Linked DNA regions of Mus musculus: all the other regions are linked to region 1. Evidence: chromatin contacts called from public promoter capture Hi-C data. All regions are on one chromosome and are shown on one strand. The core of a region is the stretch at or near the end of the contact, and the rest is flanking DNA. Distances in the headings are between cores, read along the strand shown. Region 1 holds the start of Cfap77 (cilia and flagella associated protein 77). Region 2 holds the start of Pmpca (peptidase (mitochondrial processing) alpha). Region 3 holds the start of Snhg7 (small nucleolar RNA host gene 7). Region 4 holds the start of Surf1 (surfeit gene 1).

The links. Promoter capture Hi-C pulls out the DNA fragments that hold promoters and counts their contacts. Capture Hi-C pulls out chosen DNA fragments and counts their contacts.
Region 2: a contact with region 1 is called in a promoter capture Hi-C map of erythroid cells, with 23 times the contacts expected there. The contact joins the promoter of Pmpca here to the promoter of Cfap77 in region 1. A contact is called at or near these places in 2 of 39 promoter capture datasets (erythroid cells and pre-B cells).
Region 3: a promoter capture Hi-C map of liver shows a contact between it and region 1, with 4 times the contacts expected there. The contact joins the promoter of Snhg7 here to the promoter of Cfap77 in region 1. A contact is called at or near these places in 1 of 39 promoter capture datasets (liver) and 1 of 115 datasets of contacts at active chromatin or transcription factors (astrocytes).
Region 4: a promoter capture Hi-C map of adipose tissue shows a contact between it and region 1, with 2.5 times the contacts expected there. The contact joins the promoter of Surf1 here to the promoter of Cfap77 in region 1. A contact is called at or near these places in 4 of 39 promoter capture datasets (embryonic stem cells, erythroid cells, liver and 1 more) and 2 of 9 other capture datasets (adipose tissue and liver).

What each region holds. Positions count from the first base shown.
Region 1 is chr2:29,053,462-29,056,662 of GRCm38.p6, reverse strand. Cfap77 (cilia and flagella associated protein 77) reads left to right here and starts at 1,597. Exons shown (of 6, transcript NM_001166705.1): 1 at 1,597-1,849. The coding sequence starts at 1,655.
Region 2 is chr2:26,387,664-26,390,864 of GRCm38.p6, reverse strand. It overlaps Pmpca (peptidase (mitochondrial processing) alpha), which reads right to left and starts at 1,517. Exons shown (of 13, transcript NM_173180.3): 1 at 1,433-1,517; 2 at 727-929; 3 at 555-634; 4 at 288-370. The coding sequence starts at 1,500. It overlaps Entr1 (endosome associated trafficking regulator 1), which reads left to right and starts at 1,549. Exons shown (of 10, transcript NM_026563.3): 1 at 1,549-1,716; 2 at 1,800-1,949; 3 at 2,305-2,373; 4 at 3,194-3,201. The coding sequence starts at 1,647.
Region 3 is chr2:26,638,658-26,641,858 of GRCm38.p6, reverse strand. Snhg7 (small nucleolar RNA host gene 7) reads left to right here and starts at 1,615. Exons shown (of 4, transcript NR_024068.2): 1 at 1,615-1,801; 2 at 2,388-2,429. It overlaps Snora17 (small nucleolar RNA, H/ACA box 17), which reads left to right and starts at 2,538; the gene lies at 2,538-2,669.
Region 4 is chr2:26,914,854-26,918,054 of GRCm38.p6, reverse strand. Surf1 (surfeit gene 1) reads left to right here and starts at 1,525. Exons shown (of 9, transcript NM_013677.2): 1 at 1,525-1,798; 2 at 2,049-2,100; 3 at 2,326-2,459; 4 at 2,541-2,623; 5 at 3,160-3,201. The coding sequence starts at 1,724. Surf2 (surfeit gene 2) reads right to left here and starts at 1,647. Exons shown (of 6, transcript NM_013678.3): 1 at 1,552-1,647; 2 at 1,196-1,350; 3 at 524-627. The coding sequence starts at 1,629.

The DNA.
Region 1 (3,201 bases), core at 348-2,847:
TAGGTTAATAGATCCTTAAGGATAATCTCAGATGCCATTTCCAACTGGGTCTTTATATTTGTTTATTTGGTATGTGTGTGTGTTCATGTGTGCCACAGCATTCTCGTGCAATTCGGGGGACAACTTGGAATGGGTGGGATCTCTTTTCACCATATGGGTCCTGAGAAACAAACTGGGTTGTCAGGCTTAGAGGCAGGTGCCTTCACACCCCGAGCCATCTCCCCGGCCTTATTTTCAGATATTCTTACTCAGTGAACCAAACCTGATGATCTTTTTCAGTTTCCCTCCATTTGATTCCAGAGTCAGACACTATTGATCTAATCCATATTTTTTTTTTCTTTCGAGGTGGGAGGAAGTGTCCAACAGGGAAACTGGCTTGGGACCACCCACTGAATTAGCATTGACCTCAAGCCTAAGAATGCATATTTCTATTGCAGTACGACTGTGTTAGTACCATATCCCAGAGAGAGAGAGAGAGAGAGAGAGAGAGAGAGAGAGAAGAAGAAGAAGAAGAAGAAGAAGAAGAAGAAGAAGAAGGAAGAAGGAAGAAGGAGGAGGAGGAAGAAGAAGAAGAAGAAGAAGAAGAAGAAGAAGAAGAAGAAAGGAAGGAAGAAGAAGGAGGAGGAGAAGGAGGAGGAGAAAGAAGAGGAGGAGGAGGAGGAAGAGAAGAAGAAGAGAAGAAGAAAAGAAGGAGAAAAGAAGAAGAAGAAAGGAAGGAAGAAGAAGGAGGAGGAGAAGGAGGAGGAGAAAGAAGAGGAGGAGGAGGAGGAAGAGAAGAAGAAGAGAAGAAGAAAAGAAGGAGAAAAGAAGAAGAGAAGAAAAGAAGGAGAAAAGAAGAAGAAAAGAAGAAGAGAAGAAGAAGAAAAGAAGGAGAAAAGAAGAGAAGAAGAAAAAAGGAGAAAAGAAGAAGAAAAGAAGGAGAAAAGAAGAAGAAAAGAAGAAAAGAAGAAGAAAAGGAGAAAAGAAGAAGAAAAGAAGAAGAAGGAGAAGGAGGAGGAGGAGGAGGAGGAGGAGGAGAAGAAGAAGAAGAAGAAGAAGAAGAAGAAGAAGAAGAAGGAAGAAGAAGAAGAAGAAGAAGAAGAAGAAGAAGAAGAAGAAGAAGAAGAAGAAGAAGAAGAAGAAGGAAGAAGAAGAAGAAGAAGAAGAAAAGATTCCCTTGGGAGGGAACTGTAACTAGAGTAGGGTAGTTAGAGGGTGGAAGCCAAGGATAAGTGATCCTCTAAAACCTCTTCTCTTTTAACACAACCTAGATTTGATTCTTGGGTTTTTCTATGTTGATTTGAGACAGGTCTAAAAGGTCTCTGTGGTTGCTAAGAATTTCTAGAAAGAAAACCGGAAGCTCTTGAGCTGTTGGCGTCTTGTCACCAAGGAGACGGGACGTTCCATTTTTCCGAAAGGGGTAGTGTAGACACTCTTCCCTCTCTCAGTCTGCTGCGAGGTGCCCAAATCACTCCGAAGAACTGGCGGGGTTTAAGCTTTGGACAGAGGCTCCGCAGGTGGGCGCGCTCTGCTCCGGAGCCTGCCTTGCCGCGAGGTGCACCCCAGGGTCCCCGTGGTGCAGCCCGGAGCGCGCGCTCGCTCGGGGCTGGAGTCCTCAGACAGCGCAGAACTCTGTGGGCTTTGCAGCCAAGGTCTAATCCCGGAGGCCCCTGGGATGCCTGATCCGGCGAAACCCGGGAAAGACCTCACGGCATGGAAAAAGAAGAAGCAGCCCGTGCATCGCACGGTCAGCCAGATCTGCCCGCCGCCCCGACGGCCGCTGACGGTGGTCGACATCCGTACGGGCATGGAGAACGAAAGGCTGGGGGTCGTGCGTGACTCCATGTTTCAGAACCCGCTCATCGTCAAGGTGAGCGCCTGGGCACGATCATCCCCTCCGCGGGCACCGACGCCGCCGATGGGTTCCAGCTGCTGAACTCTCGGGACCCGGGGCCCAGGGTTTGGGCGCAGTGTAGGAAACTTGCTCTGGGTGAAACAGGCCTCCTGGACCCTCTGCAGTCGTAGCCAGTCCAGGAACCTCAGTGTCCTCAAGTGGCACACGTTAGCGGGGTCTTTCCCCACTACTGGGAAAGACTATGGATAGGGCAATCTCTACCGGGCTCGTACCCACAGGGTGACAGACAGGTCTCAGGCACCCATCCATGCCCTTGCCACCCAAGATCCATCTTCCCCAGCACCTCTGGTCTACTATGCAGCAGGTGCTCTGGGACTGACTGTCGGGAAAGTATCACAACACCATCTTAAGTGTGCTGGGGGTGTGAGATTCAAAGCCCTCTAGGAGGCGTGGCTGGCACTTGCGTGGGAGCAGCGTTTATAGACAGATCACTTTCCCTTTCGGTGCTGGTCCTCCGCACTTTTGTCTGTTTTCCTGTCTGGCTAAAAACTACACTTGGGCCGGGCGTGGTGGGGCACGCCTTTAATCCCAGCACTTGGGAGGCAGAGGCAGGCGGATTTTTGAGTTCGATACCAGCCTGGTCTACAAAGTGAGCTCCAGGACAGCCAGGGCTATAGAAAAACCCTGTCTCGAAAAACAAAAACAAAAACAAAACCCAAAAAAAACCTACACGTGGCCGTGGCTCTGCCTCTTTAGGCGCCGGGAGACCGAAAAAGTAAAGTTGAAGTTTAGTGGCGCAAATTTATCTTGTGCCGCTAGAGGGCAGTGTGCTTCTAAAAATTGACCTCGGTTTCCAGGTTCCATAGAGGTATGGGCATGCTGATGGGTTCTTTGACTATAGGCAGACCTATATTGTTAGACCTTTCTGGGCTAATTAATGCTCCCAGGAGGACAGAAGCTAGATACAGGGAACCCATGAAGCAGCATCCTTAGCACTGGCCCCTCTGAGATGTTTCCACAGTGGAACAAGTTTTGCTTACTTCTTGGATTCCTGATCTTAGCAGGTACCTGGGACAGAGAGTTGGAATTCACTGCCTTAGGCCAAGGAGGAAATCAAGGCCTATCAGTGCCTATCAATGGGTGTCCTGATAAAATTCCAACAGTGCTTTTATCTATCTATCTATCTATCTATCTATCTCCCAAATGCTGCCCTCTCCCGACCCCTGTCCTCCCTCGAAGAGTTCCTCTCTCTTCCCCTCCCCTCTGAGAGGGCAGTCCCCCCTCCGTATCTCCCTGCCCTGGTGCATCAAGTCCAACATTGCTTTAATCAGGTGTCACTAGTGTGCAGCTCCTTATATGAGAGGAAG
Region 2 (3,201 bases), core at 268-2,767, 2.7 Mb after region 1:
GGGCTTCCTAGGCCTGGACAAATAACCAGCTGGTCTAAATGAAGACTGGTTTCACATGGACACATGCCCAGCTTCAGATAGCCAGCAGCAGCCTGCCTGTTTAGCTTAGCATTCTTCCCAGGTAAAGGCCTGGACAATTAAAGGTCAAAGGATGTCAGAGAAGAAACTAGTATGGAATGCTTTCTGTCCCCAACATCAGGCATGCTGTGGATTTTCAGAGAGACTCTAAGAGACTCTGACCAAGGATGAGGAGGACATGATGAGGAGGACAGATGGACATGAAATACCTTGAGGTCTGGCAGTCACAGATACCACCATGTTTTTCCAGCGTAAGCAGGATTTCGTCTTTGCTGTCAAATCGAGCAGTGGACTATAAAAATAATTAAGCTTAAGTAAATAACCCAAAATCCATTAAGTGTACATTTGCTTTCAAACACACAAAATCATGTCAGAAGTCTTTTGTGAGCACCAACTTCATATTCAGATCCTTAACTAATACAAGTTCTTAAAAAGGAAAACTGAAAACTTATAAAAATTACAAATTAGACACTGACCGAAAATGCCAATTTTTCCAAAAAATGAGCTATTCCACTAAGATATTTCGCTTCATATCGTGATCCTGAATTAATAAGAACTGGTAATAAAAAGAAAATGGACAGGTTAAGCCAAATATTCAAAACATTTAATCAACAGAAAGTTTTCAAAACAATGGCCAATAGAACTTACTTCCTACGGTACAGAATTGTCCAAACTTATTTTGAGATGCCACACGAAGCCCATTGTCCAGAGTGGTAACTTTGGTTTCAAACTTTTCCTGTCCATCAACTGTTGCAAAAATAGGCTTGGGTACTCCAGGCAAGGGAGAAGAGAGGGGGATGTTGGGGTAGGTGGCACCACTGCTGAACCGTCTGTGTGCAGGAGATCCAAACCTACAGCAGAGCAGCAAAATATTTAGTCTTATTTTATGTCACGGATGTATGTTCATCACAGGCATGCCCGTTGTCCATGGAGGTCAGAAGAGGGCTTTGGATCCCCTGGATAGTGGAGTTATAGATAGATGGTTGTGAGCCACCAAATGGGCGCTGGTAGCCAAACCCAGGGGAAGCAGTCAGTAGGCCTAACTACTGAGCCATCTCTTCGACCCCGGTCTTTGGGGCTTCACTGTCCACTCTGATCAGCAGGCTGCGTGAGAAACGAGTTCCTGTGCATATGGGCCTGGGCAAGCCCGGCCCCTCAGGGCTTCGCTTTGGTCTAAAGGCTCCAGCCGAGGGACTCTGCCGACCACTCCCAACCAGGTTCCAGTCCCCAGCTCCTTCTCCAGGCCCAAGGCGCCTGTGCTCTGATCCAGAGGCCCATTCTTCTCTTCCAGTTCCCCCCGGTACCAACTCCCCCGAGTCCTCCCTTCCTCGCACCGAGACAGGCCTCGGCTCACCTGGGCCGCGCGCACAGCACCGCAGATCCCCGAAGCAGCCGCGCAGCCGCCCACACTGCCGTCGCCATCGCGCCGCCGCGCTTCTGCGGTCACTTCCGCTTCCGACCCCGCCCCGCGGCGTTCGGCGCTGGCTTCCGGCCCGCCGAGCCGGATGAGGCAGGGGCCGGCGACTGCCTTGCGGGCCATGGGGCCGCGGCCGGGTTAGGGCGCGGCGATGTCGGGCTACGCGCGGCGGCAGGGCGCGCCCCCTCTATCGCGGACGCGGAGCCTTGTGGTTCCCGACGGTGAGCGGCGCGCGGCTGGGGCAGGGCCGGGGGGCGCGGGCGGCGGCGGCCCGCGGTGAAGCCGCTCTCGTTGTCGCTTACAGCTCCTGCGTTCTATGAGCGCCGGTCTTGTCTCCCCCAGCTAGACTGTGAGCGCCCCCATGGCGGGGACCTGCACCCCCATCTCTTCGGCTTTCGGCCGACGTTTATGTGCTATGTGCCCAGCCCGGTGCTGGCTTCGGTAGGAGACACAGGTGAGAGTCGGTCGGGGCGCCGGCCACAGTGCGGAGCTGGGCAGCGCGGGGAGCCCTCCCCACAGCCCGCCCGCCCGCCTCAAGGCAGGAAGGTAGTGCCTGGTGGAGCTCGGAGGCCACTTAAGCCCACCGGCTTGGGCAAGGCCAGGGGCTGGACCTAGCGGGTCTGCGTTCCACCTGCAGCTGCTCTTAGAGCGCGCAGGGATGTGTAGTTTACCGCATCCAGCCTCAGAAGACAGCTTTCTAGTCCCAGACTCAGTGGGAGTCAGGCGTCTGCGGTCTTCACCTCCCTGGACAAACGCTGCAGTCATAAGGCTTGCTGTGATCACGGTGAGCTGACCATGTCTTTTTGCAGGTTTTGGCTATGGAAAGGGGAAATGTACTAACCAAGGTCCTTCGGGAGCCCCTGAGACGCGCTTTGGAGGTAGAGTAGCTCAGTGGGTCTTCTTTCCCTCTTAGACTCAGTGCCTGGCAGGGGTCTGGCCATGGGCTTTCAGGATGACAGGGTTTAAGGGGTATATACCTGGAGCCCAAAAGAGCAGTGGAGCCGGGCAGTGGTGGCGCACGCCTTTAATCCCAGCACTTGGGAGGCAGAGGTAGGCGGATTTCTGAGTTCGAGGTCAGCCTGGTCTACAGAGTGAGTTCCAGGACAGCCAGGGCTACACAGAGAAACCCTGTCTTGAAAAACCAAGAAAAAGAAAAAAGCGACATAAGATGTAGGTGTTATGAGACCCACATAAGCAACTGAGTCTGATAGGTGTGGAGGTAGAGGCTGGTCAACTAGGGTAGTTGGAGAGAAGGTCAGAGGAAGGGATGGCATAGAGCAGTTCCTGAGATGCACTGTGGCATCTCAGCAGCTTTGAATCGCCTACAGTAGCCTTCAGCCCACTGTGTTGTGTGTTTGTGTGTGCGCACAGGGGGTAGTATGTGTAGGGGGGTGGAGTGAAGTCAGCCTCAGCAACCTACAGGCTTTACTGGGGAACTGGGCATATGACTCAGAGGTAGATCAGTTACCTGAATGTGGGTGGACCCCTGGACTTGACCTTTGTTTGGCACAGCATTTTTTGTTTCTTTTAAAGTGGCAAGGGTTGTCTCAAGGAGGCCAAAGGGTGAGAGCCTGCATATTCTCTAACCTCTTTGGCAGCTCTCATGTTCTGTAATGTTCTTTGAGTTACAGTTGAAACGTGATGGTAACACAGGATGTTGGGCCCTTTCACAGTCTTCTGTGGTGTTCGTTTTTTCAGGTGACAAA
Region 3 (3,201 bases), core at 366-2,865, 2.4 Mb after region 1:
TAACCTCATGACTGCCTCTGGCACTCGTTCTCGCTCTCTGCTTCCTGACTGTAGGGTCTGTGTGGTCAGCTGCCTCCTAGCCCTACTGCCATGCCTGCTGCCTCATGACGGTACTGTATTCCCTTGAACTATAAGCCAAATATTTCTTCCTTCTTTAAGTTGCTTTGGTCAGGGATCGGGACTGTTCATCTCAATTTGCAATTTGATAAGATCTAAAATCACCCATGAGGTGAACCTCTGGGTGTACGGGAGGGCTTATCTTGATTAGGTTAATTGAGATGGAAAGACCAACTCCTTCTGTGTGGCACCATTCTCTGGCCTAGCTCGGATCCTGGAGTATAGAAGGGGTTATCTGAGGACCAGCATTCATCACTCTCTAATCCTTGACCTGCCATGTGGGCCAGTTGCTTCAAGCCTACTGCTGTTACTTCCCTGTCATGCTAAACTGCAACCTCAAACTGCAGCCCAAACACTTTCTGCTTAACCTGCTTCTGTCTTGGTATTTTATCACAGCTACAGAAAAGGAAATTAAGACAGATCACTAAGACAAAAAGTGACTGGTAACAAGTCGTGAGGCTAAGATAAGAGCCCGCTCCTTAGTGAACCAGGTTTGATTTCTAGCATCCACATGACGACTCAAAACCATCTGTAACTCCAGTTTCAAGGCTTTGGGCCACGCATAACAGTTCACCCCTCAAAATCTAGTTGTTAGAAGTTAGGGGCAGGAGGATCAGAAGTTCAACTTATCTTCAACTACATAGCAAGTTTGAAGCCTAGGCTATATGAGACATCGTATCAAAAAACAGGAAGGAGGAAGGGAGAGAGGGAGGTGGGAAGGCAGACAGGCAGGCAATATAAGGGTTCAAGAACTTGGGACTATTAACAAGTGTGGCTGGGCTGGCCCACCAGTAAAAGAAGAGTGCTCAATGGTGTGTCCCCAGGCCCACAATTCACCCCATCACCTGGGAGCCCTCATCAGTTTCAGGACTTAAAAGACAAATCTGTACTTGTGCGGGACACAACACAGCAAGTAGTCAGAGTGTATTATTTGTCTTCCAGCACTGTCCTGAAGCAGAGGACAGCCAACCTTCTAAAAGCTGCTGTGTGCCTCAGATCCACAGACAACCCCACAGGCGGGGCTAGTTAGAAACATCTGGAATCCATGAACTCCCTGGAGCTCCCTCCTGACTCATCCCCAAAGCGTCCTTGTAAAAGAGGAAACAACTGGTCACCTCCTTGCCTCCTAAATTCTGGTTCGTCAGAGCTGGCCTTTCCTCTTTGCGTGGAAGCTTTAGTATCACTAAGAACAGGGAGAGCAAGGCTGCCCCCACCAAAAACGAGGAGTTTCGTAAGAAGGCGCAGGACTTCATGGGTCGTTTGAAAAGTCCTGTGAGCTTGGTAACACTCGAAATAAGTCTCTGAGTTCTGCTTGGAAAGGCAGGATCTAGGATCAAGCAGTACAGAGTCCCATGAGCCTCTAACCGACTGGGCTATGAGAAGCGCCGGCGAGGAGCGAAGGAGCCACTAGAGGGCGCGGCACTCGGAGGACAGTGAAAGTCCCTCGCGGGCTGCCGTAGTCAGTACTATAAAGGACGTGGCGTGGAGATGCTCGGCCTCTCGGCAGCCATGGCGGCTCTATGTTTGTATCGCCATTGTTACCGTTGGGACGCCGCGGATGACCCTATATACCCTTGGCCGGCTACCGGGAAGACTGCGTCTCCTGACGATCGTAACGAAGATGTACCGTGCTTTCCTTCTGAGAGTTTAGTCGCCCTAATATGTGCAGCAGGCTAACCGCGTGGTAAGGGGAAGGGCGTTCACGATGTGCCCGAGGGCCGGGTGGACTGCCCCCAGAAGTCCCGAGAAGGAAAGCCGAGGCTCCTGTCTGGACTAGTACAACGCAGAAGCCCCTGGTTGGGGCTCCAGACCGGTCTCCCTTTCGTAGGGCTAAGGAGCACCAGGGAAAGACTCTGTCTATATTTGCTGCATGCTGAATACCAACTTGAGATAACTCAGATGTGAGACAGTACTCTGTCTAGTGTAATGCCGCTGAGTTGGAGAGAAAGAAAAAGGGGTTTTATTTGTAAAAAGCCTAGCCGGGCGTGGTGGCGCACGCCTTTAATCCCAGCACTCGGGAGGCAGAGACAGGCGGATTTCTGAGTTCGAGGCCAGCCTGGTCTACAAAGTGAGTTCCAGGACAGCCAAGGCTATACAGAGAAACCCTGTCTCGAAAAACCAAACCAAAAAAAAAAAAAAAAAAAAAAGCCTTAGCAAGGACAAGCCATGTGGACCCATTGGAATAGGAATAAAATACAAGTCTAGTGCAGTCCCCCAAAGTGATCCTGATAGGGTGTGTGCAGAATGCTTTCTTCCTTTCCTTTCCCTAGGAAGCTTGCCTGCCAGAAAGAAAGCGCCTGTTGGGCTATTAGGTGAGTTGGGCTATTAGGTGAGTTGGGCTATTAGGTGAGTTGACTCAAAGTTACTAAGATTCGCATTAACAGTCACGGTGTGGCACCCAGCACTTGCTTCATCGACACCCTGCTCCTAGAGGCGTTGCAGGTGTGGCTGCTGTGTCACATGTGCGTCAGTAGGTGGCAGAGAGAAAAGAGGCTATGTCTACGCTCAGTGTTCTGCCCTGTGAACGTCTGAATGATTTGTAGCCTGACAACACTCCTGAAAGCTGGAGGTGGGATTGTCCCTCCTAGTTTTTGACTGGCTTAGGTCATTTGATGGCTCTGCATAAACCAAATAGAGGGGCTGGTGTGTAAAGAGGAAGTTTACAGAGAAATTGATCTGTTGGAAATCATGAAACCAGGTCCTGGGACACAGCGTTGTGGCACATGTTTCTCTTATCCACCAGCTTGGGTCAAGAGACTGTCTCAAAAACAACAGTGGGTGGAAGCAAGGATGTATCTGTCTTAGTCAGGGGTTTTATTGCTATGAAACACCATTACCAAAGAGCAAGTTGGGGAGGAAAGGGGTTATTCCGCACACACTTACACTGCTGCTTGTTGCCAAAGGAAGTCAAGGCGGAGACCATGAAAGGGTGCTGAGTGCTCCGCCTGTACCTGCATGCCATAGGAGGCCATCAGAGCCTGTTCTAGATGGTGGGGAGCTGGGAATTGAACTCAGCCGTCAGTGCTCTTAACCACCGAGCCAGACTCCAACCCCAACCAAGAGGTTGGGTTTCTCTATGGCCTG
Region 4 (3,201 bases), core at 276-2,775, 2.1 Mb after region 1:
GGTAGCATGGATGGGAGGTTTTCACCTCCCTCATGCTCAAGCTGGCCCCATCCTCTCTCTGTCCCTAACCCCAGGAGTCTCTACTCTCAATGACTTGGGATGCCTTCCCACCCCTGGCTATACCCAACAATACTGGAGGCTGTCTGCAAGTCCCCTTTCCTGCTCAAGCCACCAACCCCTTAGCTGCAAGACCCCTCACCCTCTGGAGCCTGCAGGACTGTTTGCACCAATCCTGCTCCTGAGAACAGTCTTCAAGGCTCTCCTGCAGTATCAGATGACTATGGACCTGTCCTATAACTAGAATACTGCAGCCTCAGCCTGGGAGCTACCCTAGGATTGTCCCTGCTATGGAATATCAGACCTCCACCGCACTCCTTCCCACCTACTTCTGGCTTTGCCTTCTCACTGTGCAAGATCAGGCAAGTGCATCAATAAAGGATCAGTGATGGCCAAGGCACCTTTCTGGCTTTTTGGGGGCAGGGAGCATGCATCCAAAGGCCTGAGCTTCTGGGGGGTGACTTACATTGATGAAGTGCTCTCTGATACCTCCGGCCCTGGGTGTGCCTCAGCACGTGTTCTGGGGACTTATTGATGTGCCTCAGGGTGAGTTTGCAGAACAGTTGGTGCCTAAAAGGCAAACAGGTGGGTATGGAGGGGCAGTGCACACCAAGGGCCCAGTCTTGTGGGCTCCACCATGGCTGCATGCTGCAAACAAATGATCCATCTGCTGGGATGCTCTGCATTTAGTCTCAGTGTCTGGATTTTGAAAAAGGCATGGTGGACTTTAATTCCAGCACTCAGGTGGCAGAGGCAGAGGGGCAGAGTCAGAGGCAGGCTTTAAGGTCAGTCTGGCCTACATAGTGAGTTCCAGGCCAACCCAGCTACACAGGCTTACAAACAATTCCACTCAGTATCTGGGATCAAGGACCCAGATTGTTACCCAAGAAATTGCAGTTTCACACTGCATGCTTGGCGGTCAGACAGCTCAGGGAGTGCTATATGAGGATATATCAACCACACAACCATAGACAGGATCCCCAAACAGTGAAACTGGCACTGCCCAGCCTGGCTTCAGGGAACTACATGCAAGGGCCACAAGCACTGTCCTGATAAGTGTCACAGTGGGAGGCTCCTACAAGCTCAGAACAGGGGGCACAGGCTCTGCTCCTAGGCGCTGGCCGGCCAAACTACGTACCGATTCTTTGTGCTGGGCACAATGTGTGGCTCGAAAGCTGCGTAATCGAAGTTAGAGAAGGAACTTGACAGCCGTTGGTACTTCTTGCCGCGGGTGTATTCCTGGAGCTCGGGCAGACGGCAGGGCAGCTCATGGCCAGTTAGGGAGCAGCGAACCTGCGGATGAGCATCTGGTCAGAAGGTGGTTCTTGCCAGCTCCGCCCCTTCCCTGCACTGTCCTCCCAGGTCCCACGCTTTCCAGGCACAATACTCCCGGGTCCCCCTCCTTTCTGGCCACTGTCGGTCCTCCGAGGTTCCGCTCCTCCCAGATCCCGTTCCTTCCTGGCCCTACTCTTCCGGTCACGGTTCTCTTCCGACCTTGCGGGTGTTGGGCAGTAGTCTCAAGCTGGGGTGCTGGCGCAAGAATGCAAGCACATCAGAGGGTGGTTCGTCCATGATCGGAGATGCCCATCTGACGCCGCAGCCACCACGTGAGACAGAGCGCCGTCCCGGAAGGAAGCAGATTTCTCGGTCCCGGAAGTGCTCAAAGATGGCTGCTGTGATGGCTTTGGCTGTGCTGCCGCGACGGATGACGCGGTGGTCGCAATGGGCCTACGCGGGACGGGTAAGCGGGGGTTCAGAGAGGATCCTGCTCAAGAAGAGGGATCTGGAGGGCCGGGCCCGGAGTGGAGTGGGGCCGAGGAGGACCCTGCCCAAGAGAACTTAGCCCTGGGTGGAGCGGTGCCAGGGAGGACCCTGCCCAAGAAGACTTAGCTCGAAGTTGTGTGGGGCTGGGTTGGACCGTGTCAGGTGCTTGCACTTGGCAGGCGTGGGGTTCCCTGGATTTAGCCCCTCGGCCTGTCTGGTCCCCGCAGGCCCAGTTCTGCGCTGTCAGGAGGAGCGTCTTTGGGTTTTCTGTCCGCTCAGGTGAGAAGGGCTCAGACCTGGGTGCGGTTGATGCACCTTTCTTTTCAGCCCACAGTGGTTTACTGCGTGTATTGTACTGGGAGAGGGTTGGGCACATGTGCTGTTAATTGCCACCTTTGCCATACATTCTCTGGGGTATAATCGGGCCTCTCGAGGAATTGGCCATCCAGTTCTGTTTGTTCTAGGGCTTCTGACCCCATGCCAGTGTTGTAAAACTTCCTCCAGGGATGGTCTGTAGGCCACGCAGGTGTTGCAGTTCTACTGCTGAAACAGCCGCCGCTAAAGCAGAGGACGATTCTTTTCTCCAGTGGTTCCTGCTTTTAATCCCTGCTACTGCTTTTGGCCTGGGGACTTGGCAGGTGAAGATGGGGGTCGAATTTGGGTGGCTCCGAGGCTCGGACTCCACTGATACCTTAGCTTAGCTCATGCTGTTTCTATAGGTCCAACGTCGGAAATGGAAGCTGAAACTTATTGCAGAATTAGAGTCTCGAGTCATGGCTGAGCCCATCCCTCTACCAGCAGAGTGAGTGTGGCTGCCCACTTTATTCATTCCACTTACAGGGCGGCAGTGGGGCCCTTGCTTCTGTTTGGTGTAATTTGCTGTCCTTTGGCGAGAACCCTGTTTCCCGATAAACTGCCTGCTGACTGCCTTTATGAAATTGGACACAGAACATAAATAGAAAAGATTTATTTTCGGTGTCAGATTTCCCTTTTCAGGTCTCAAGGGATCCTCCAAAGTGGTGACAGTTCATTGTGGCCCTGGTGGGTGGTGGTCTTTAAAGTTTATTGTATTGCCCTCTTGAATTTTAAAGTTTTGTCCTTCAGGGTTGGGAACAAGTGGAGTTTGGACTCACATTTTGTTAATGTATATACAGTAGCCATACAGAAACCCACACTTTCCTTGAAAACCTGGGCTCTGGTTATCACCATCTTCTATTACTATTTGGCATCAAAGGTTGCTATGGAGGACATAACCTGTCTGATGATCCTCACTGAGCCTTTCTGCTTAAAGGATTGACAAGCCTGGCTTACTCACAGCCCTTCCTTTTCTCCTTATAGCCCAATGGAACTGAAAAATTTGGAGTACAGGCCAGTGAAGGT